Linked DNA regions of Xenopus laevis: region 2 is linked to region 1. A link is a contact called in public Hi-C data. All regions are on one chromosome and are shown on one strand. The core of a region is the stretch at or near the end of the contact, and the rest is flanking DNA. Distances in the headings are between cores, read along the strand shown. Region 1 holds the start of pon2.L (paraoxonase 2 L homeolog). Region 2 has its middle 13 kb from the start of LOC108718845.

The links. A called contact is a pair of places that touch in the nucleus more often than the background predicts.
Region 2: a Hi-C map of the XL177 cell line shows a contact between it and region 1, with 5 times the contacts expected there. The contact joins the enhancer-like site here to the promoter of pon2.L in region 1. A contact is called at or near these places in 2 of 4 Hi-C or Micro-C datasets (the XL177 cell line and the XTC cell line).

What each region holds. Positions count from the first base shown.
Region 1 is chr6L:33,119,817-33,125,247 of Xenopus_laevis_v10.1, forward strand. pon2.L (paraoxonase 2 L homeolog) reads right to left here and starts at 2,916. Exons shown (of 9, transcript NM_001087180.1): 1 at 2,813-2,916. The coding sequence starts at 2,886.
Region 2 is chr6L:33,183,702-33,189,811 of Xenopus_laevis_v10.1, forward strand. No RefSeq gene overlaps it. Among protein-coding and RNA genes, the nearest start is that of LOC108718845, 13 kb to the right of the region's middle. Within about 2 kb of position 3,415, at least 3 of the 7 cell types and tissues checked have an H3K27ac peak or open chromatin away from gene starts, as enhancers often do.

The DNA of each region.
Region 1 (5,431 bases), core at 1,666-4,165:
AAACAGCTCTCTCCCTACACTAGCTCTTCCAAGCACACACAGGCAGAATGAAAAAACGCTGCAGGGCTTCAGTTTATATATGGAAGGGGAGTGGTCCAGGGGGTGTGGGGGTGGTCCAGGAGGGAGAGCTTCCTGATTGGCTGCCATGTATCTGCTGGTCTGGGGTGAGAGGGCAAAAATAAGCGCCAGCTAAGGCGAACCCAAATTGGCAACGTCGCGCGACGTTCGCAAACGGCCGATGTTCGCGCGAATTAGTTCGCGGGCGAACAGTCCGCGACATCCCTACTCCTGTCCCTCACCCAAAAGAACAATAATGTAGTCAGCGCTGTATTCTAGTGCTGAGCTGCTGGTCTCAGCCAATACCATTCAACTGTATACAATATCTGATTAAAAATCAGAATGACTGTCATGAGATGACAATAGCACCTTCCATAGTGAGAGTCTATTGATCTGCACTGTGTGGGTCATGGAAAGACTGTAATTCTATCTTTATGCCAGAACTAGAGTTGCTAATTTGTCCCAAAACACACCAGCAAGAACAGAAAAGGAGATGGGCATGGCTGTGACCCATCAACCAATAGGATACTTGTATTTAAACAGGTGTCCAGTAAATTCTACCTGCTGATTGGTTGTTATGGGCTACTGCCCTTCGGCAAACTTAGTGCCTTTTATTACATAACCCCAAAAGTGTTTTCTAAAACACTTTTTTTTAAAGATAAAAAAACTGAGCTGCACAAAGTAACTTTTTTCTGGAAATCAATCCTGCCATTTGTTTAGAGCAGGGTTCCCCAACTTTTTTTGGCCTGGGGACCAAAGATCCAAATTTTTGTTGCAAGGACTGGGGGGAGTCGGGAGGGGTTGGTGAGGGGGTCGGCTTTCAATTCGGCACGCTGGCGGCCAATTTGGGCAAGCCGGCGTCCATTTCGGCGTGCCACGTTAATTGATCGGCGGCCCACTTCAGGACTGAACGAATAATTCCACCGGCACACAGGTCTTTAGTTGCAAGCAGGGATAACCCTTGCTAAATTTTTATTTGCGTGATGCAACGTTTCGGGGTGATCCCCTTTGTCAAGCATGAATAAAAATTTAATGTAATAAAAATTTAGCAAGGGTTATCCCTGCTTGCAACTAAAGACCTGTGTGCCGGTGGAATTATTCGTTCTGGAATTTTGTGGGTTTCCGAAGCCCTCTCGGCCGGGCACTGGGCAATACACGATTTGGAGAGCCAGGGTGTGCAAGCTGGTAACTATATTTGTGTCTATAACCACTTCAGGACTGTCCACGCCGCGGCCCGGCGGTTGGGGGCCGCTGGTTTAGAGGAGTCAGTTTTAACATAAAAAGCCTCTGGCTACTGAACTGAACTACAAAGACTCACAGAAAATCAAGTGCATCTTGCATTAAAAACTGGAAGAGCTATACAGCCAGAGAACCTAGATGCAAGCAGGTGGCCCATGCAGTTGAAAGAGGAACACATCCCTTGATTAGTGTCAAGTGCAATGTTTTGTGGACAAGCCCCTTTATCCCCAAAATGTTGCACTTGTTAAGGTTTCACTCTGCTGGCAGTTGCCTTGTGTGCTGGTGATTTTTTTTGTTGGAGAGCCATTCCTATGCTAGTTTGGAAAGAAAAGGGTGTGCTAGTATTTTTTTTGTGTTGAAAACAGAATTAATAAATTCAAGCAAGAGTGTGAAGCCAACTGTGCTATGCCATCTTTGCTTTAACATATGCTCCTAGCCATGGGTGCCTTTTTTTATGTGTGTACAATGTGGGTGTGAGCCTTGACCACACTGAGAAGGAAGAATTTTCATGGACGACAAGTAGCAGCCCAAAAGGAATTTGGGGGGAGTTCAGAAAGGCACAGCTAGAACTATCTTTGTTCCTCTCTGATTTATCAGATATCAAGCAAGTTATTGTGACCCCCACACTGAGAAAATACCAAGAAGATGATATAATCTGACAGCTGGCAAAAATAACAGGTTTCCACTAAAGCGAGAGAAAACGGTGTATGATAAAACAGAGTTATACTGGGACTTTACATTTAAATGGATATGATAAATACATTGCCTTGTTTCTAGGGCCCAGTTCTCTGTACAAAGTCGATCCAAGCATAATTCCCATGAGGACTTCGTTCCATTCTAATCTGTTAAGTGGGGGGCGAAATTCCATGGGACACGGAAATCCTGTTTGTTGGTGTAACTGCTTCCCCCGCCTCTATTCCATTTCTGGGATCCAGTACTGTTTGCTAAGCCACAATGGGAATCTTGCCCATATACTGCCTTTTGGCCGGCAACCATCTGTACTGGACTGATCTTTCCCTCACATTCCTTTCCACCATGAGATTTACACATTAATTACAAATAACACTGCCAGCTCCCAGCCCTCAGTAGCCATTGTTATACTTCCCATGCCCAGCAGCCCCGGCTAGTAAAGACAAAACTAGTTGCACTAGGGTGTAAGAGGGACCCTGCCTGGGGAATGTTGCTGGTGCTGCTTTATTTGCTCATAGTCAATGCTTCTTCCTATAGACAGTTAATGCCTGACCTGTCACTGCTCTGTAATCCTGAACTACAACACTCATAAAGCCAGTTCCCTACAACTGATTTGGCTGTGAGTTGCAGTTCATAATAAGCAGTTGCAGAGGACAGCTCCTGCCTGACCCAGAACACAATCTTTTTACTAACACAACGTTCCTGACTCCAAAGGTTAGCGATAATAAATAGCAGGGGCGCAGTTATGAGCATCACATACAGCAGGGGAAGTGCAAGAACCTGCTGCCATACAGTTTGTAAGTTAAGTGCCAAAGAGAAAACCTACCAAAACTGCACGATCCTCTCCCCTATAAAGGCCAGCAGGATGCCAATGAGCGTGACTTTGAGCAGTTTCCCCATGGTTACAGCGCACTGACTGCACCGACGCACAATCAGCCTGGAGACACTTTACTCAGTCCGAGCAGCTGAACTTGGGCAGCAGGGAATGGGGGCGGGGCTCTTGTTGGCTGCGAGTGGGAGGGACTGGGACAGTAATGGGCTGCCTCAGGCTCAAAGGAGAGAGTAAGAAAACAGACATTTATAGTGATGTTTTGGACGGCACAGAACGTTCTTGTGTTTCAAGATTGCATTTTGTTGGCGTGCGGGTATGGGATCTATAATCCAGAAACCTGTTATCCAGAAAGAGCTGAAATTCTGTACAGGGCTGGGGAAGATTCAGCTGGTGACTAGGATGGTAAAATACTGGCTACATGTATAACACACAGCATACCCCCAATGAGAGTTGCCTAATCTGTCCTTTAAAATGAGATGATTGAAATCCACACCCCACCTGCCTAATCACTGATTCATTTGGATGCATGCTGCAGACTGAATTGAATTCCATGCAGAATGCATCTAATTTTCTAATTAATTCCGATACTGGCAGCTGCGGAAATGATACGGTTTTATTTATTATTTATAACCTGTCCTGTGGTCTAGGAAATGTCAAACTGCAATTACAGTGTCTGCTCGGCACCATGTCCATTTCAGGGCTCTTACACATTGGCGGTTATCCTGCGCAGGAGTAGACGCACTCAATTATTGTGAAGGGGGCTGTACTCAAACGCTTGTAAGCGCCAAACACAGATGGGACGCAGCATGTTGCATTTCACCTGCGATCAGCACATACATGTGCTCAGGCCAGGATTTGTGGAAAGGCCACCTGGGCCTAGGGCAGCAGGAATTTAGGGGGGGCAGCATGCTGCCCAACCACACCCACATTGGTTCATAAACACTGGGGATGCGCTGGAGATACAATATTTTTTTAAATTTTCCGTGCGCCAATCCCCATTGTTCCTGTCCCCCTGGAGTGAACAGGGGTGACGAACGGTAGTGGGCCTAGGGGCGCCCACTATGTAAATCTGGACCTGCATGCGTCCCGTGTGAGTACAGCCCCCTTGACAATAATTTAGTACGTCTACTCCTGCGCTCCCCTGTGGCTGAACAGAAGAAACCGCAACGCAGGGGAGCGCAGGAAAAAACGCCTGTGTGTAAGAGCCCTAAAGGAGAATGAAAGTAAAATCCAACTGCTCGTTGGTTAATGAATAAGCTTCATAGATGTATGGTGCAAGCGAATAGGGTTTTTAAAATACAAGGAAGCCCCAAATCTTGGGGCTGGTAATTAACATATTGGCACGCAGCAGGGGCTTAACTATAGAGGAAGCAGACCCTGCGACTGTAGGGGGGCCCAGGAGGTCTAGAAGCTCCATGAGACCCTAATTCATATACAGTTTCAATAAATATTGGTAAAACAGGTCAACCTCTAAAAATTTTGGAGGCCTGAAAAATAATTTGCTGTGGGGCCCAGTAATATCTAGTTACGCCGTAGTCTAGTGAAAAGTGATGTTTTTTCCCCAGGCCAGTGCCCATTTGAGGAAAAATGCACCTGCTGCCGTTTTAATTACATTTCCCATGCATCCCTAGCACAGACTTAGATTTGTGCATGTTCAGTAAAGTAAAATCTGAAAATCTGAGTCAAAAAGTCTAAAGAGAGACCCCTGGTAAAGGGAAGTATGATCATGCTTGTTTTATTTCATGGCTGCACGTAAATCAGCACACGTCTAAATGAATTTCTTACCAGCCATGCAGTATATGGATTCTATATGTGGCTGCTAGTGTTGGACTGGGATGCCAGGTGCCCACCAGAAAACCTTAGACTGTGGGCCCACTCTCCAAACTGTTTCTCCTTTTCCGCTACTTGCTCAACCTCTTTATTCTCTATTATGTGATCTATTTAGCCTGTACCTGTGCTGCAGCCAGTCATAAACATTGCCCCCAAATCTGCTACCTTTATTAATACTGTGTACTGCAGGCCCTACGGCCCCCCCCATCTGTACCACTACCTGTGCCAGCAGCCAACAATGAGCCCAGGCTCAGCCATATTTATTAAAATGGTCACTGTGTACTGTAGCAGGCCCCAAGCCGCCCCCTCACCTGTACCTGTGTGCCCAACCCAGTTCGAAGTTTCTTTTTTGGTCGAATACGTCCGTATTCAGCTGAATTTGGTCGTACTTCGAATGGTTGAAGTCAAATTTTTAAAGTGACAGTACATGATGAATTTCAATATTCGAATTTTCTAATTTTTTTCAAATTCAAATCGAATTTGGACTATTCCCTAGTCGAAGAACACAAAAAATAGCCCAAAATTTGGATTTGTTTCATTCGAAAATTCACCATGATCTTTGATAAATCTACCCCGTACTGTCTCTTTAAAAATTCAACGTCGACCATTTGCCATCTAAAACCTGCCGACTTGATGTTTTAGCCTATGGGGGACCTCCTAGAACCCATTTGGAGTCAATTGGTGGACTTTTGGGAAAAACTTTGATCGAATGCGATATTCCTTTGATTGTACGACCTATTCAATCGAAAATGGACCTATTCGAATAAAAAAAACGTTGATTCG
Region 2 (6,110 bases), core at 2,165-4,664, 64 kb after region 1:
CCTGCTTCCCCCTAGCCAAGGTGTTACCCTTAGCAAATGCCCCCAACTCTTACTCTCTACTTACCCCTCGTTGCAGATTCAGCTCATCAGCGTTCACGGGCGACATCTTCTCTTCGGTAATCTTCGGTAAGCACCATATTGGCGCATGCGCAGTTGGAGCAGTCTGCTAATTTTTTAACAACTGTGCATGCGCCGAAAGTCATGGAAAATGCCGAAGCGCCAGAAGAAGACCTGAAGATTACTAAAGAGAAGAAGATGGCGCCCGTGAACTCTGATGCGCTGAATCTACAATGAGGGGTAAGTAAAGAGTTAGAGGCATTTACCGAGGGTAACACCTAGGCTGGGGGGTGGAGCAGGGAGGGGGGGTCTATGATTTTAATATAAAGGGTTTGATTTTTCCTTTAAGAGCCAAATAAGGGGATAAAAAATCATCCCACTACTTTTGGGGGTTCTGTTCGCATCCCTCTGAAGAAGCTACTTTGCAATATGCATTTGTTTTTCTACCTTTCAAGAGGTTTAGCCTCCACTACAGGCTGGAGAAGTGGAGTAGTAGATGCTGGCTTGGGTTCATATAGGGTTGCCACCTCACCCCTTTAAAACCAAACACATGGAATACACAGCCTGCCTGGTTAATTAGCAATTCATTTAGATGCATGCAGCAGACTGAACTGATTTATGTGCAGCCATGCATCTAAATGAATTGCTAATTAGCCAGGCAGGCTGTGGATTCCATATGTTTTCAGTTTAAAAGGGATGAGGTGGCAACCCTAGGTACATGATGTTATAAAAGACCTTACAGTTAACAATTCCACTATCACCCCCTCTCCCCAGGCCCGGTGCCTTGGGGTTATCCTAGATTCTGCCCTGTCATTCACTCCTCGTATCCAGTCACTTACTAAATCATGTCACTTCCACCTAAGGAACATATCCAAAATACGATCATTTATCACCCAAGACGCTGCCAAAATTCTTATTCACTCTCTCATCATATCGCGTCTAGACTACTGTAACTCTCTTTTAATTGGCCTCCCCCTCCAGAGACTGTCACCTCTCCAGTCCATAATGAACACTGCTGCGAGGCTCATACACCTCAGCAACCGCTCCTCCTCTGCCTCGCCATTCTGTCAATCCCTGCACTGGCTTCCGTTACCTTTCAGAATCAAATTCAAATTAATGACACTGACTTTCAAAGCACTTCATAACTCTGCCCCACCCTACATCTCTGAACTTATCTCTATATACTCACCCACTTGCTTACTACGCTCCTCTACTGACCTGCTACTCAACTCTTCTCTCATTACCTCCTCACATGCTCGCATTCAAGACTTTGCAAGGGCTGCACCCCTCCTCTGGAACTCTCTCCCACAGTCTGTCCGACTTTCTCCCAACCTTTCTGCTTTCAAAAAATCTCTGAAAACGCACTTCTTTCGAGAAGCCTTCCCTCACTCTGCTTAACTACCAAACGCAACACCACATACAATACCACATTTCTCACCCACTTAATTCGATCTTGCCCACTCCCACACCTTGTGTATTACTCCCTTCCCTTTAGACTGTATGCCTATGCATAGGGCCTTCCTCACCTTTTGTACCTGTATTTATTGTGATGTTTGTTACTCCATATACAGTGGTGTGAAAAACTATTTGCCCCCTTCCTGATTTCTTATTCTTTTGCATGTTTGTCACACTTAAATGTTTCTGATCATCAAACACATTTAACTATTAGTCAAAGATAACACAAGTAAACACAAAATGCAGTTTTTACAAAAATGAGGGTTTTTATTATTTATTATTTAGGGAGAAAAGAAATCCAAACCTGTGTGAAAAAGTAATTGCCCCCTGAACCTAATAACTGGTTGGGCCACCCTTAGCAGCAATAACTGCAATCAAGCGTTTGCGATAACTTGCAACGAGTCTTTTACAGCGCTCTGGAGGAATTTTGGCCCACTCATCTTTGCAGAATTGTTGTAATTCAGCTTTATTTGAGGGTTTTCTAGCATGAACCGCCTTTTTAAGGTCATGCCACAACATCTCAATAGGATTCAGGTCAGGACTTTGACTAGGCCACTCCAAAGTCTTCATTTTGTTTTTCTTCAGCCATTCAGAGGTGGATTTGCTGGTGTGTTTTGGGTCATTGTCCTGCTGCAGCACCCAAGATCGCTTCAGCTTGAGTTGACGAACAGATGGCCGGACATTCTCCTTCAGGATTTTTTGGTAGACAGTAGAATTCATGGTTCCATCTATCACAGCAAGTCTTCCAGGTCCTGAAGCAGCAAAACAACCCCAGACCATCACACTACCACCACCATATTTTACTGTTGGTATGATGTTCTTTTTCTGAAATGCTGTGTTACTTTTACGCCAGATGTAACGGGACGCGCACCTTCCAAAAAGTTCAACTTTTGTCTCGTCGGTCCACAAGGTATTTTCCCAAAAGTCTTGGCAATCATTGAGATGTTTTTTTAGCAAAATTGAGACGAGCCTTAATGTTCTTTTTGCTTAAAAGTGGTTTGCGCCTTGGAAATCTGCCATGCAGGCCGTTTTTGCCCAGTCTCTTTCTTATGGTAGAGTCGTGAACACTGACCTTAATTGAGGCAAGTGAGGCCTGCAGTTCTTTAGATGTTGTCCTGGGGTCTTTTGTGACCTCTCGGATGAGTTGTCTCTACGCTCTTGGGGTAATTTTGGTCGGCCGGCCACTCCTGGGAAGGTTCACCACTGTTCCATGTTTTTGCCATTTGTGGATAATGGCTCTCACTGTGGTTCGCTGGAGTCCCAAAGCTTTAGAAATGGCTTTATTACCTTTGAAATTGAACTCAGGTGTGATAAACCAGAGTTAAGTTATTTTTTAACAAGGGGGGCAATCACTTTTTCACACAGGCCCATGTAGATTTGGAGTTTTTTTTCTCCCTTAATAACGTAAACCTTCATTTAAAAACTGCATTTTGTGTTCAATTATGTTATCTTTGACTAATAGTTAACGGTTTTTGATGAGCAGAAACATTTAAGTGTGACAAACATGCAAAAGAATAAGAAATCAGGAAGGGGGCAAATAGTTTTTCACACCACTGTATTCTATATATGTAATTCATGTGATGTAGTTGTATAATCACATTTACTTTACAGTGCTACGTAATACGTTGGTGCTATATAAATACATGTTAATAATAAAAATAATAAAATATAATCCCTCTCATAGCATTCAGTATTACTGTGATAAGGGCAGACAAATATTATTCTACGAAAATGGAAAATAGTTCTGCCATTGTCAGATATTAAAACCCCCGTCAAGAAAAAAGAACGTTCTAAATAGAGAATATGTGTGTGTCTGAGTTGCTCTCTTATCCCCTTGGCAGGAAGTAGTTAGGTTAGCCGCACATTTTGGCTTCATGTTCCCCTCCCTACTGAGTAGGAACAGTATGTGAGACAAGGGGGAAGCTAAGTAGGTGAAAGTTCAGGCTGTTCCAGCTCAGTGTTTATTAGCAGTCATGTGAGTTCATTCTGCAAAGCCCCCTTCTGGATTGTTTTTGAAGTTCAGCAAGAAAACAGCTCAATAACATTCCACAGGCTCAATATAAACAGCACATGTGGAGTCTTTAACGCCCAGCCCCTTTCCTAAAGCTGCATTGTTTAACCACCAGCATGTACAGCTTCTGTACTTCCACAACACCGCATCATATAGGCGCCCGTTGTACTGCACTCACAAGCTGACCAGCAGTCAAAATATACACAATATACTTCTGGGTCTGTAAAGCCCGGCCATAAGGAAATCTAATAGAAATAAACAAGAATGAAACCCCCACAGCCCTTTTTAAAAATAGCTCCTCCCCCTCAATAGGGCCCTCTTCCTTCTTCCTACCCACATGTAATGCTCATCTTGCTTCTGCAGTGCTGCCAACACTGTCATGTAAGGGACAAGGGAGCATGAGATGTGGCTGGGCAGAGGGCTGTGTGCAGGCCTGGTGCCATTATTAAATAGGGCTGTGTGGTGTAGGTTTGTAGTCCTTTAGTATTGTGTGCTACTTCAGGTTTATATGGAGTGTACCTTGGACATGGAAAGATATTTGACAGCTCAGACTTACAAGACACTGGGTTCCAATGACGTTTCCTATCGATGACCCCAATACAGTATCAGATTGAGGTAACAGGGGCACATTTGTAAACCCAAGGCAAGAGCTGCCTTTGTAGAACCCCCTCCCCCCCACTGATTATTGCACCACTCTACCAAATCACCACCCCACTGCTGCCACTGATTATGACCTGCTGCACTCTGTGCTCCACCATTACTCGCAAATGTGCCCAGGCTGAAGGGACCCAACTAAGGTTGCCACCTCACCCCTTTAAAACCGAACACATACAAAATTCACAGCCTGCATGGCTTATTAGCAATTCATATAGATGTATGCTGCAGACTGAATGTATTATGTGCAGCCATGCATCTAAATTAATTGATATTTAGTCATGCAGGCTTTGGATTTGGTTTTAAAGGGGTGAGGTGGCAACCCTAGGCCCAACAGGTTTTGTCATGGTACCCCAGAGGGGTCTGGAAGTCAGCCCTGGTCTATGTTGCTGGCAATATTATGTGTGTGCCTTGGATTATGAGATCTGTGACAGAGAAAGGGCTAATTACCCCCATAAATCAAGCTGTACTGACTCACTTTCCACAAATACAGTCCTTTTTGTGTTTACTTGGAGTGTTTCAGGCCAGCCAGGAATCTAGTTTATTTAATCACTAAGTTAACCTGACATTGTGCTGATCTGACAAATGAAATGCACAAACAAATCAGCTGCTTGACTAATCAGAATAACATCTGTTCCTGCAATGTCCATGCTCTCATAACCGCCATGTTTTTCAATTAACCCCCCCTGATTCAAACACAAGCATGATGGGACTTTAGCCGTCAGACGACACCCATGGCTTTAGAATCCTCCTCAACAGCTTTTTTTGTAGCTTCCTTAATGACACTGAGTTCTACATTTCAATGTGATAGTGGAGCTATATCAACGCAATGGAACATTATACTGTTAAACTCATTTTATCCCAGATATTTTCTCTCCTTTTTGATTTAAAATGAAAACTTCCAAGATAACTATTCCTTAGGCTGCTTCCCCATCAAAGTGTGTCTGCTGGCCTGGCACCTGTTTTGGTATCACTTTAATTGTAAGGTGTATTGTAAGAAGGGTATGGTAAGGAGCAATTCAGGGGTGTGTGCCATCTTTCTTATGCCACTTTTGTGGCTTTTTGCTCCCAGTGGTAATCCACTGGGCACGGCCACTTTAGGCAAGATTCTTAACTTGCCTCATGGCAGCAGGGTATGGCATAAATGAGCCTTGTGAATTTGTATATGCTACCTTCTGTGGGTCTGCCATGGGAATTTTAGAAGTTTACTGTACCAGTGGTGTCCTTGCAATGCATTTATTAACCCCTGCCTTAATGTCAGCAGCAATGCTTGCTTCATATGGCATATTATTTTCATATGCCAAGCAAACAGAAAATATGATGGCTGAATAGCACATTTTAAAAAAAGTTTTTGGCATATAGCTTATTGGTATAGGCACAATATGCAGGAGCTTCTGCAGGAAAACACAGGCTTGCAATATCTAGTATAGGTTAATCTAAAAAAAAAAAAAAAAGTTGAACTGAAGAAGCTGCTCGGATCACTAGTGAAACGTCTTCATTGATTACTCAGCAAGTCCAGTTGTTTTTAGATTTACCTATACTAGAGATACCATGACCTGGATGAATGAAAATCTTCATAGTCACAGGCTTGCAATATAATAAAGATAATTAGAGAACTGCTATATGTGTTTTCATTATTTGCCACATAAATAAAACATTCCTCTGTGAAGAGACCCTTATGAAACCAATTCATGATCTGCCCCTGATATAACAGCACGTATGTGTGTTCTTATTTAAGCCTATAGATAAATTCCCCATACAACCTTGTGCCCCCTGTTATTGACATCAGCCTAGAAACAGCCTGGCGCCGCTTGTGGTGAGCAACTTTGGGTCCTCTGATGCTGAGTTCTGCACCAGGTGCCAGATTTCCATAGTAAACAGGTCTCTCCTTGTTCATTGTGCTTATGTGCCCTCAGTCCTTACACTCGACTGC